Regions from separate parts of the Salmo salar genome. Here region 2 is linked to region 1. A link is a contact called in public Hi-C data. All regions are on one chromosome and are shown on one strand. The core of a region is the stretch at or near the end of the contact, and the rest is flanking DNA. Distances in the headings are between cores, read along the strand shown.

What was found. A called contact is a pair of places that touch in the nucleus more often than the background predicts.
Region 2: a Hi-C map of gill shows a contact between it and region 1, with 2.9 times the contacts expected there. The contact joins the promoter of ppp1cab here to the promoter of pelo in region 1. A contact is called at or near these places in 2 of 3 Hi-C or Micro-C datasets (gill and muscle).

Annotation. Positions count from the first base shown.
Region 1 is chrssa19:64,313,755-64,320,533 of Ssal_v3.1, forward strand. pelo (pelota mRNA surveillance and ribosome rescue factor) reads right to left here and starts at 2,912. Exons shown (of 13, transcript XM_014158567.1): 1 at 2,683-2,912. The coding sequence starts at 2,723. It also overlaps LOC123729070.
Region 2 is chrssa19:64,495,194-64,501,972 of Ssal_v3.1, forward strand. It overlaps ppp1cab (protein phosphatase 1, catalytic subunit, alpha isozyme b), which reads right to left and starts at 4,147. Exons shown (of 7, transcript NM_001141712.1): 1 at 3,794-4,147; 2 at 1,443-1,574; 3 at 732-962. The coding sequence starts at 3,848.

The DNA.
Region 1 (6,779 bases), core at 1,662-4,161:
TGGCGGGTATCTGTATTGCTTGATGTCTTTTTCTGAGCGCAGTACTTCTCCGTGAAGCTTTTTTTAAATCTGTCACAGCGGTTGCATAAAGGAGATGTTCATCTATAATTCTTTGAATAACAGTTTAATATTTTATCAACGTTTATGATGAGTATTTTTGTAAATTGTAGTGCTGATTCACCGGCAGTATTGGAGGCAAAATATTTTCTGAACATCACGCGCCAATGTAAAATGCTGTTTTTGGATATAAATATCAACTTGATCGAACAAAAAATGCATGTATTGTGTAACATGATGTCCTAGGAGTGTCATCTGATGAAGATCGTCAAAGGTTAGTGCATAATTTTAGCTGGTTTTCGTGACACCTGTCCTTGCTAGGAAAATGGCTGTGTGGTTTTTCTTGTGTTGGAACTGTCCTAACATAATCTAACTTTATGCTTTCGCCGTACCGCCTTTTTGAAATCGGACAATGTGGTTACATTACGGAGACGTGTATCTTTAAAATGGTTTAAAATAGTCTTATGTTCGAGAACTTTGAATTATGACATTTTGTGGTTTTGAATTTGGCGCTCAGATTTTTCACTGGCTGTTGAATAGTGTGAACCGTGGGTGGGTAGCGTCCCACCTCCCCAAGAGAGGTTAAATGTAAATGTCAAGGAGAATTGAAAATTCCAAAAACCAGGCATTCAAGGCACATGCTCATTGATTTTGTAATGTTTGCGCAGAGGAACACAGCATTAGCCATGGCAAAATGCACAGAATTCAAGTAAATTAGTTTCAAAACTTCAAAATGTGTACTGCAGAAAATGTGATTTCCAACAGTAACATTTTCTGTATGCCAAGAAACCTTTACATTTCTGGTTAAAAGACTATGTAAGAGTTTACACTTCCCCTTACAATGAACTGTGGCCCAGTCATTTAGCAGACGCTCTTATCCAGAGCGACTTACAGTAATGAATGCATACATTTCATACATTATTTTTTTTTCTTTTCGTACTGGTCCCCCGTGGGAAACGATGTGTTTTGTGAGAGAGATTATTTAGCTAAAATAAATACAAATCTGAAAACATAGTTTGTATGGAACCATCGCACAGGGATCCCAATAACTTGTTAGGTCCTGTCGGTGAGCACCAGTATCATTCTCTGTGGGGTCATGGACAACAGCACACTTATTCAGTACTGCAGATTACACTGATCAACCACAAGATAAAAATAAACTGTCTACCAAATCTATTTATTTGAAAATGTTGATTACTTCTACTTGACATTCACCTTATAATAAAACATGACGGGATTGTATATATTTTTGCTAACATATGGGTCGTCTGGACAATAGAACGTGTTAAAATTCACCCAAGGCTGAAAAATGGCAAAAGAACGTTGGCTAAGATGGAACACTAGCGTGAGCCCATAGCTAATGAATGGAATCTAACGTTCACAGAGCCTGTTTTGACTGGAGAGATGCCTAAATGGCACCAAAAAATGTATCCTTTCTTATTTTACCACTACAATATGTTCTTAGGACGAAACTTAAAAATAACTACTCGTGTAGAAAGTAAACATCCGCACATCGATGGTGCCAAGTGTGCTTATGTCTGCATAACATGTAGGGGGGAAATGGCAACTTTTGACTATTTCTGGTCCAGCGACCGATGACAGGAGAGTACGCTGCCCAACCTTGTGTAATTAGAAAGAGAAGATTATCTTGATTAACAATGGTGTCCGACTTGAAAAGAATATAAATATACACCTTGCGAGATGGCAAAATATACCAGTATGCCTCTCCATAGGAAAACAATGGGGGGAACAATGGGGGGAAGCCTTACACAATTAGAAAGAGGAGATTATCCTGTTTAAAAGTTTCCAATTTGAGAAAAAAAATCAAAATATAAACATTGCGAGATATTTGGCAAAATAGACAGACATGCCTATATTTCCCTATAGTAAACAATGGGACGACCTCAGAGTTCCATGAGTATTTTTTGGTTGTTGTTTCCATTCTAACTACCAGCAACGTGGGCAGGTCTCGTTGCCATCGATAGCGAAGCAGGCATTGTAACATAGAACAATAAACTGGGAATAGAACGTTCAGAAGGCGACTTAGTGCCACGTTGCTCAATATAACTAATAAAGCCAGTTTTTTCGTGATTACTTCAAAACTACGGCAAGCAGCTGGGACATACAGTAATATTATGATACTGGGCTCCACAACCGATGCAATGAACTAGTTATCAGAAAAAAAGTGTCCAGCCTAATTCGCCGGTTTGCCTGCGCGGGGGTCCCTTAACAACAAAAGTTTGAAAACCCCTGGTATAGGGCACTCAGCACAACAATATTATAATGCAATGGTATTCCTATGATGATATTCTAGCTAAGCTAGCTAGTATGCATGACTATGAGTATGGACAACTGCCCATATTTTGTGCTCAGCAGCTGATAAACCAGGACGGCCATTTCCATGTCAAATTCAACAACACATGGATACAACATTGTTCTTGTTTAATGATGTATCGAGATGCATACAATACACTGGTGGTGACTGTGAATAGTTGCACTGCACCAGATGTATGTACTGCTACGTCGGACACTTGTGCTAGCTAGCAACAAAATAAGGCGACAGACTTGCGCTAGCGTTATTGTACGTTAGCTTGCCAGCTAGCTAGCCTGTTGACGCTTACTTACCCGGCATTGTCTTTTTCGATATCTTTATGAAGCAACTTCATGGTGTAATAGCTTTGTTATAAACAACAGTACTATTTGTTAGCATATGAAGGCGCTATTATTACATTTAGCTAGTGTCATATTTACTCCCTCTCAAGAGTCTATTTCTTTAGAATGAACCACTCAAGAGATTAGGGTTGGTGGCCTGACCTCCGTTCCGCCAGCAAGAATAAGTTATACCTCGCAAGAATAAGGTGGAAACTTCCGTTCAAAATAAAAGTCCCACAGTGAAGACGGTAGATTTTTTGGTTCTTTCGAAATTCGTGCAGTAATACCTAACAATACAAAACGATACACATAAATTAAAAAAACTAAGACATCAGAAAGAGCAGAGTCCGGAATATAAATATATATATGTATATACAATGGTGTGTATAGACAGTATGGACAGTATATTAATAGAAAATGTGCATACAGAAGTAGTTATATAGGACTAGCCTTGACTAGAATACAGTCTATACATACGAAGTGGGTAAAACAGTATGTAAACATTGTGACCAGTGTTCGATCACTATTTACCGTGCCTTCAGAAAGTATTCACACCCTTGACTTTTTCCACATTTTGTTATATCACAGCTTGAATTTAAAATGGATTAAATTTAGGTTTTGTGTCACTGATCTAAACACAATACCCCATAATGTCAAAGTGGAATTATGTTTATAGACATTTAAATTGTTTTATTAAAAATGAAAAGCTGAAATGTCTTGAGTCAATAAGTATTCAACCCTTCTGTTATGGCAAGCCTAAATATGTTCAGGAGTAAACATGTGCTTAACAAGTCACATAATAAGTTGCCTGGACTCACTCTTTGTGCAATAATAGTGTTTAACATGATTTTTGAACGACTACACACATACAATTATCTGTAAGGTCCTCAGTCGAGCAGAGAATATCAAGCACAGATTCAATTACAAAGACCATTGGTAGATGAGTAAAAAACAACAGACATTAAATAATCCCTTTGAGCATGGTGCAGTTATTCATTACACTTTGGATGATGTATCAATTCACCCAGTCACTACAAAGAGGCCCTTCCTAACTCAGTTGCCAGAGAGGAAGGAAACCACTCAGGGATTTCACCATGAGGCCAATGGTGATTTTAAAACAGTTATAGGGTTTAATAGCTGTTATATGAGATAACTGCGGATGGATCAACAACATTGTAGTTACTCCACAACACGAACATAAACACCATAGTACCCTCTAAGCTCATCATCAAGCTTGGGGCCCTGGGTCTGAACCCTGCCCTGTGCAACTGGGTCCTGGACTTTCTGACGGGCTGCCTACAGGTGGTGAAGGTAGGCATCAACACCTCCACTACGCTGATCCTCAACACAGGGGCCCCACAAGGGTGCGTGCTCAGCTCCCTCCTGCACTCCCTGTTTACCCACGCACGCCTCCAACTCAATCATCAAGTTTGCAAACGACACAACAGTGGTAGGCCTGATTACCAACAACGACGAGACAGCGTACAGGTGAGGGCCCTGGCATAGTGGTGTCAGGAAAATAACCTCTCCTTCAATGTGAACAAACCGAAGGAGCTGATTGTGGACTTCAGGAGACAGCAGAGGGAGCACGCCCACATCTACATCGATGGGGCTGCAGTGGAGAAGGTGAAAAGCTTCAAGTACCTTGGCGTACACATCACTGACAATCTGAAATGGTCCATCCACACAGACAGTATGGTGAAGAAAGCGCAACAGCTCCTCTTCAAACTCAGGCTGCTGAAGAAATTCGGCTTGGCCCCTAAGACCTTCACAAACTTTTACAGGCCTGTCGGGCTGTATCACCGCCTGCTACGGCAACCTCACCATCTGCAACCGCAGGTTTCACGCTGTTGAGTGTGAAAGATGACGCTCCTCGGTGTGTAAACTATGTGGATTTGGATAGTAAATGTGCTCCTAAGTAGAATGGGAACCCCTATTACTGCAACACAATGTATAGGCAATAACGTACAGCTGTTATAAATGATAGGAGTGCACAAACAACCTTGTTAACCATTTAAGCTTAAAATAAATACAAATATTTATTATAGAAATACTTTTAAATATTCTTTGTATAGTATCTAGTGTAAACTATATCGCTAATTGTGCAATTTTTTCATAATTTCCGCCCTACTTATTCATTTAATAAGGATACAGGACGGGACTCTTATTCTGAAGGATTGCGCTGGGCTCAAACACAAACGTCAGTGCTGGTGCGCATTCGTGACCCGGAAGTGTTTAGTTATTCTTGCCTGTTTCACATCGGTGGTGGCCTGTACATTACGTCATAAAGGGGCAAGGCTTCCGGTATAGAAACACGGTTTCAACTGCTCGGTTTAAACACTTTTGCTTCGTTACTGCAGTTTAACCACACAGTTTATATGTACCCAAAGACAGTACAGTATAAAGCTAGGCAAAATGCTTCTCCAATATAAATCCCCGGCAATGTCATGTTGACGCCGAGATGAAGACAGTTTCAGGTTGGATATTCGCGCTTTCAAACCTCAATAGCTTTCAAACCACTTGAGCCACAGACTCCAAATAAGTGTCATGATGTTGGAAATATTGCGCACAACATTGCACAGGTCTTATTTTCACGATTTGGACAATAATTCACTTTGCAAAGCTAATAAATGTGGAAATGTAAGCAGCATTTTGTATTCCTAGTTTAATTAGTTAGGGAGCGTAAAAGTACAAACTTTTTTTACATTCGAATTTCAATAGCTCTTTGGTCATGTGACCTAATGACTTCAAACAAGGTTCAGAATGTACACTCAGTGGGCCTACACATTGCACACCATTTCTTTTGGTCCATTTCCATCACACGATTTTACATGAATATGCCTGCTCTGCCCCCTGAAGGACAGTGACCCCATTGACCTGGTGACCTATGACTCCTGGACTCTAGGCCTACAATCCCTGCCCACCTGCCTGCCCTCTCCCTGGGCCTGAGAGTGTATAGCTTATGCCCTGGAACTACAGACCTCCAGGCCTCCACACCTACTTTCCCTACCCGGTCAACACACCTCTCCATTACTAAAATGTCTATAATCCTGCTGTCAGGAACCATGTGCACCTGGTAACCCGAAACAGGTTCTGTACACCTGGTAATCCGAAACCGGCTCTGTGCACCTGTTAACCCGAAACAGGTTCTGTGCTCCTGCTGACCCGCCCGTTTTTTTCTGCTCACAAACTAAGTCCCCACTCCAACCTCCATGGCCTGAGTGCTGCCCCCAGACCCCAAGTCCGGCCGCCCTTGCTCGGACTCCAAGTGCCCCTTGCCTTGGGGGAGGCCTCCTCGTGCACCTGGTGACCTTTTGACTTCCACAGCGAGTCCCAACCTGACTCACAAGTTCCACCAGAGGATGGGCCCGGGCAGATGGGCGACCACCACCACCCCTACCTATCCAGAGCCCAATGTCAATGTCTTATGCCTTCTACCCGCCTGCCTGGGCTCTCTCACACTCTGTGTCTGGCCTCTGGCCCTTCTGCGTGTTTTGTTCAGTACTAAGAACATTTGTTGTTACTTTGATCTCTCCCCTAGTTCAAGGTGGAAACTTTCTCCCCCTAGGAGGAGGTGACTGACACACAGACACCGTGGAGACAAGTGATTGGTTCCCCATTACTCACGCCATCCCTTCACATGGTTTGCAATAAAGACACACAGTTCATATATGGAAACAATGTTACCTTCTGACCTCCTTTGCCATAATCCCCATAATCCCCGCTGATATTCTGCATATCAACAGGGACATGTTGGAGAGCCTGACTTCTTTCCTCTGGACCCAAGGTGACTGAGGCCCATTTGAGGGAGGAAGTGCAGCTGCCAACACCAGAGTCCAAAAGAAGACATTCTAATAACAAGAGTTTCAACAGTTCAATCGCATAAACATATTCTGCAGATAAGACATCTTAATTATCTTTGTTACTTAGCTAATATGAGTTAGTTAAAGAAACTCTCAAGCCCAATGCCTAGGCTTAAAGAAGGATATTTTAGTACGGAAGCATTAGTAGGATTTAACAGAACATTTCCCTCACAATCGTGAGGCCATGCTTTCATAGTCTGTATTCAT
Region 2 (6,779 bases), core at 2,897-5,396, 180 kb after region 1:
CCGTGCCTATTTTCTGGAAAATCACCAGTCCACATGTCAAGTGAAATTTCCCCATTGTATTTACCCAAGTTCTCTCTTAACTCCAAGACCACCTGATGCAGGACTCTAGTGCCAGAGGAGACTCTCAGACTGAAAACGCCTCCATTAATTGCCACAGTTTAGACTACCGAAAGATCAGCGTTCTAACTCCCCTTGTGATAGTGTGGTGCAATGACAGAATGCCACCATCTACCACAAACGGTCACAGCATAAACGTGTAACTTTTAAAGGAAGAACCACTGTATTTACAAACACGTGAATGGCTCAACTGTTCATAATGTAAGTTAATGTGACCGATGAAATTATGAAAGTGATCTGCTTCATCCCCTAACGTATTACACAAGTTGACTGCAGGTATTTACTTAAAAAGTAGCTACAAATTTGAACATTCATGGAAAAACTTCAAATAAATAGCTTCAACGGTACAAAAAAATGTAATAAAAACACCCAGTGGCTATTTCCAAATACGGTATACCACCCTAGCCTGATGGAGATGTCAGAATACCGCTCATACAGTAGTGCTTACATTTATCTCTGTGTACTCACATTATTATTTTTTATATGCATTTACTGTGTGTGTGTGCCCATGACTGTTATGCTCAGTTATGAAGCCTCACATGGATGCAGGTGCTCTGTCGTGTTTTTTTCATGTCTGTCTGTGTTATGCAACTGTCCAAGCCCCATCAACTCACACTCATCGTAGAAGCCGTATATTCTGTTGATGGAGGCACACTCGTGGTTGCCCCTCAGCAGAAAGAAGTTCTCTGGGTATTTGACCTTGTAGGCCAGCAGCAGGCAGATTGTCTCCAATGACTGCTTTCCTCGGTCCACATAGTCCCCCAAGAACAGGTAGTTGCTCTCCGGGGGAAAGCCTCCGTACTCAAATAGTCTCAGCAGGTCGTAGTACTGACCGTGGACGTCACCTGTGGGTGGGCAGAGTTGACCATGGTGTGTAAGGTCACAAGATACTAACAGGAAAATGTTTGTTCAGGTTGTTACTGTATTGATGTTTGTGTTCAAAACAGAGAGGGGACTAAAATAGGCTGTTGGGCACCATCATCCACAACAAAATACTTCAGTTACGCTAGCTAGTAGGACTAGTATTATTTTTTTCAGTATTCATTGTAATGATCCCTTCTGTCAAGTGTTGGTAAACAGATAGAGAATAGTTTTCCTACATAGCACTGGTAGCACTTTACTTTTCTACACTTGCTTCCCTTATTGCTAAAGAGCATGTCTTCTGTTCCTGAGCCATCTCCTGTCTTTACACTTTGTATTGCTGATGTTAATGGTGATGATGATTCATCAATTTCCCTTCTTGGAATTAATAAAGTTCTACTACTTTGATGAACCACATTTGAGGCACCCATTTCCCAACCCCAGAAATGACAACTTGGCCTCACCACAAATCTTGAGTGGTGCCTCGAGTTCGAGCAGTATTGGCTGGCTGAGGAAGATCTCCCGGGACTTGAGGCAGAGGCCACGAATCTCGTTCTCCGTCAGCTGCACATTTTTGCCAGGTCGGGAGCCCTTCACTGGACAGGAGACAAGGACAAAGTGAACACTTGTTCATACACAACACTGTGTCTCATGTGGAGCGAGATAACTGTGTAGCTGTTTTCAACTGACTTTTCAGCAGCAGCGAATATCAAAGCAACTCGACAAAATCTTGAGGGAATCCTATTTGAGTCAGAAGAGGATATTCATATGATAGGTAAGATATACAAAACCTTGCAGAGAGCCTATCCAACTGACAATTTCTTAGAAAAAAGGAATAAAAGACTTAAAAATAACTGATATTGGCACAAGATGGGGGAATTTTGGAACATAACTAATAAAACTACAGTTAACAAAAATGTAGGCTTAATCCAGTACAAATGTATAGAATGTATTATACAAGACACAAAATTCACAAATTATATAGCACAACGACAGAGCCATGTCTTAAGTGTAAAACTAACAATGACTCAATAATCCATGCCTTCTGGGAATGCTATGAAGTCCAAAAGGTATGGGCGTAGTTAGAAATTTGGCTGTCAGAAGTATTACAATGTAAATTTACTTTTAATCCGGCTGTCTGCATATTTGAAGACATGTCATGAGGGTGCAGTAAGGTACCTGATGTGTTGGACAATTCTCTTCTCGTCAGTTATACTGAAAAAACGTATACTTAAACTGGAAATCAATCAATCCTCCACTGTTAAGACAATGGAAAAATATGATTCATTATCTAATTATTGAAAGAGCGTGGGTGACGGAGAAGACCAAAATGGTGCAATTTGTGGTGGAGAGTAGTGCAGGCACTGGAGATAGGGGTGAGAACTGTAGGTCTGTAGGTTGTCAGTTGTATGTTTTGTATTGTATGAATTTAAAAAAAAAATATTTACCAAAAAAAAATTTTTTTATTTGTTTGCTATCCGGCTTTCGAAACATATGGCCCTTATCTTTCATCAGTGAGAAAGAATCCTTCAAATAAAAGACAATTACTGTAGCAGTTTTTCCCAGATCCATACAGCTATAGGTGCCTCCATTCGACTAGACGACACATCCGCTACACATCCCAAGTTAAGATTACACACAGGTGTTTGGAGCAAGCTAGATAGCTATTTAGCACAGGTGGTCGTGTCTGTCTTCAGTCTGTTTTTCGTAAACAAGCACTTAACATGAAGATATGGCCGTGTGGGAACAATAACGCTAACCTATAAAAAGGCGTATATCAATTTAACCTTTTGTTTTCTGAAAATTATTGCTGATATGAAATATATGGTCCTTATGCTTCCAAAACCGTACCGCAAGAGATGCGTCTTAATGTTCAGACTGAGCATCGAGACTCATAACAAACCCCCCTGTAAAGAAGACACCTTCGTCCAATGAATTATACGTAATGTAACGGAACTGAGAGTCATGATCGAGGGCTAGCCAACTACCTATCCAGCTAGCCAGATAAAGGTGTCTGCATACTAGGTTCGGTTTGCTCTTACCACAACTCAACTATGTGAAGCTAACATAATGTATATAAACCCTGGAGTGCATATGCTATGTATAGGCCAATGAGAGGCCAAGAAGCCTCCGATCGGCCATATTGACACTCCCGAGAAGAAGCAGAATAAATACACAATATTTGAATTCAATGTTTTGTCAAAGGACAAAATTACATGTGTTAAAGTGTTTTTGAAAATTCCAAGAACAGTTGAACTACAAAAAAAATACTGAGGAAAATGTAGATTTTTTTTGTATTTTTATCTTACATAATAACATTTGTAAGTATGCATTAAGGTGTCTGGAATATAATAAATGTGGTAAAAACAAAAGTAGACATTAATAAAAGCATTATTATATCTTCCCAAATATTTTTTACAACGGTGGGACGTGGTAACTTCAAAACAGCGCCCCGTCAGGCTTCTATTGTAATGAAACAGGCAGGGAGCAGGCCTCGAACCCTCGATCTTCTAGCCCGAAGTCCAGCGCGCTATCGACTGTGCCTCAAAAGCATGCTCAAGCGGCAGTCGATATCCGCGCTTATAAACCAAGGGTCGTTACAGTATAAGTTATTTGCTCGAACAGACGAAAAAGAAAATAAAAAAATCGCCGAACACCAAAAATAACAAAAACGTCACAAAATGTCGTCATAATATATGCGCGACCGGTTTCGACTGGGAAGCATATGGTGAGCTTTAGTCGTTGATGCTAGATGGCCTGTGAAGTTGCTAGTTCACCACAAAAAAAATGTGGGGGGGGGAAGAGATGTTCTTACCTTCCAGAAGTCGCTGTATGATGGAGTCGATGTTTAATTTATCGGCTTCTGCCATAATATTCCTGTGATAAGTTTTCCGTTTCGAATAATCAAAAAAAATGTAGCAGGCTTGTTAACTAGGTGAGCTAGTTTAATCAGCTAACGTTAGCCCGCTAACCTTGCGCCAGATAATGCCTCAATAGTTGAAGTTGGGGGGGAAATGTTTATGGATTTCCCCGAAGAATATTTCAACAAAAGGCGTTAATTATCGAGTTTTCATACCGGTTTAGATTTCACCGAGTTATATTTCAATATGTTTCACCTTCAACTGGATAGCACCCAGCCCTCAACAAAAGGACCGCTGAGAAGCAGGCAAGAATAACTAAGTACTTCCGGGTCACGATTTTTTTGAACGCTTCAGAATAGGAGCCCAGTCCTGAGCGTGTTGTAAATGAATAATTAGAGCGACAATTGTGGAAAATGTGCACAAATAGCGTTCTGTTATGTACAGGTTATGATACAAAGAATTAGATCAACAATGTTTTGTCTGTACACAATTTACTGTACATTGTTGCAGCAATGAGCACTTCTAGTTTCCAAATCCAGAGTTAACACCAGCGTTGCTGCTAATTTTGATGCACTTAAATAGTGGGCAATCAGTTTAAATCCATTCCATTTTTCAAATTGTACGAACATTGAACCATACACAATTTCCTGTACAGTGTGTCGCAGTACAAGGGGTGTCCATTATACTCAGGGCCCTTAAAGTGGAACTGACTGTTTTAACTACTCTGCAGATATTAAACAAACACAATCATAATGTCAGTCAAAAATATTAAATTCCCAGTTCATGCCACAAAAGCTACTTCATAAAAGGTTTTAAAAATAGGTACTATTTGACTCAAAATTCCATGACATACAGTAAGGCATTGTTGGCATAATAGATGGATGCAGTTCAATGCATGATTCATATAGTTCAATACATTTCTTGGTAGTACAAAATATATTAACCCAAAATATAACCCATCCCCCCTCTTCAGAGGACACATCTTTTTTTAGTTTTTAGCTTTTCTGCTACATATACAGTGGCTTCGGGAAAAGTATTCAGATCCATTGACTTATTCCACATTTTGTTACGTTACAACCTTATTCTAAAATTTATTAAATCGTTTTCCCCCATCGTCAATCTACACACAATACCCCATTAAGACAAAGCAAAAACAGTTTGAGAATAAAAAAAAAAAAAAAAAAAGTAGTCAGACCCTTTACTCAGTACTTTGTTGAAGCAATTTTGGCAGTGATTACAGCATTGATTCTTCCTCAAGCTTGGCACACCTGTATTAGGGGAGTTTATCCCATTCTCTGCAAATCCTCTAAAGCTCTGTCAGGTTGGATGGTGAGTGTTGCTGCACAGCTATTTTCAGGTCTCTCCAGAGATGTTCGATCAGGTTCAAGTCCAGGCTCTGGCTGGGCCACTCAAGGACATTCAGAGACTTGTCCCGAAGCCACTCCTGCATTGTCTTGGCTGTGTGCTTAGGGTCCTTGTCCTGTTGGAACGTGAACCTTCGCCCCAGTCTGAGGTCCTGAGCGCTCTGGAGCAGGTTTTCATCAAGGATCTCTCTGTACATTGCTCTGTTCATCTTTGCCTCGATCCTCACTAGTCTCCCAGTCCTTGCCTCTGAAAACTTCCCCACAGCATGATGCTGCCACCACCATGCTTCACCGTAGGGATGGTGCCAGGTTTCCTCCAGACGTGACTCTTGGCATTAATGCCAAAGAGTTCAATCTTGGTTTCATCAGACCTGAGAATCTTGTTTCTCATGGTTTGAGAGACTTGAGGTGCCTTTTGGCAAACTCCAAGCGGGCTGTCATGTGCCTTTTACTGAGGAATGGCTTCCATCTGGCCACTCTACCATAAAGGCCTGATTGGTGGAATGCTGCAGAGATGGTTGTCCTTCTGGAAGGTTCTCCCATCTCCACAGAGGTACTCTAGAGCTCTGACAGAGTGACCATCAGGTTCTTTGTCACCTCCCTGACCAAGGCCCTTTTCCCCCGATTGCTCAGTTTGGCCAGGTGGCCAGCTGTAGGAAGTCTTGGTAGTTCCAAACATCTTCCATTTAAGAATGATGGAGGCCACTGTGTTCTTGGGGACCTTCAATGCTGCAGAAATGTTTTGGTACCCTTCCCCAGATCTGTGACTTGACACAATCCTATCTTGGAGCTCGACAAACAATTCCTTCAACCTCATGGCTTGGTTTTTGCTCTGACGTGCACTGTCAGCTGTGGGACCTTATATTGACAGGTGTGTGCCTTTCCAAATCATGTCCAATCAATTGAATTTACCACAGGTGAACTCCAATCAAGTTGTAGAAACATCTCAATGATGATCAATGGAAACAGGATGCACGTAAGCTCAATTTCGAGTCTCATAGCAAAGAGTCTGAAAACGTATATAAATAAGGTATTTCTGTTTTTAATATTTTATACATTAGAGAAAAAAGGTAAAAACCTGTTTTCACTTTGTCATTATGAGGTGTTGTGTGTAGATTGATGATAATATATATTTTTTAAATACATTTTAGAATAAGGCTGCAACGTAACACAATGTGGGAAAAAGGGAAGGGGTCTGAATACTTTCCAATATTTTCGAAGAAGTCATTATTATTTGGCCCATACCGGTTAATTACCCAGATATGTTTTTGGTCCAATAATATATTTAAAAGGATCCATTTTCTTTAGCACAGTTTGCACAATCGTATCAAAATTGTTGTTAATTAATATAATCACCCCTTTTGAGTTTCTTTGCCTATGAAAAATATATGATATTCTTTCTCTTTTAGCCAGGTAAAAATGTATCTTTTTTTGTGATCTGTTAAGCCATAACAGTTGTAACTGGCTATATTTATTTTTCCACCACAACCAATGTTTGTAAAGTTATTTGACCTTATTTGTCCTTTTCTGCTGCTTTTGAGACACAGTTCGATCCCTCCTTGGGGCACTAACTGTG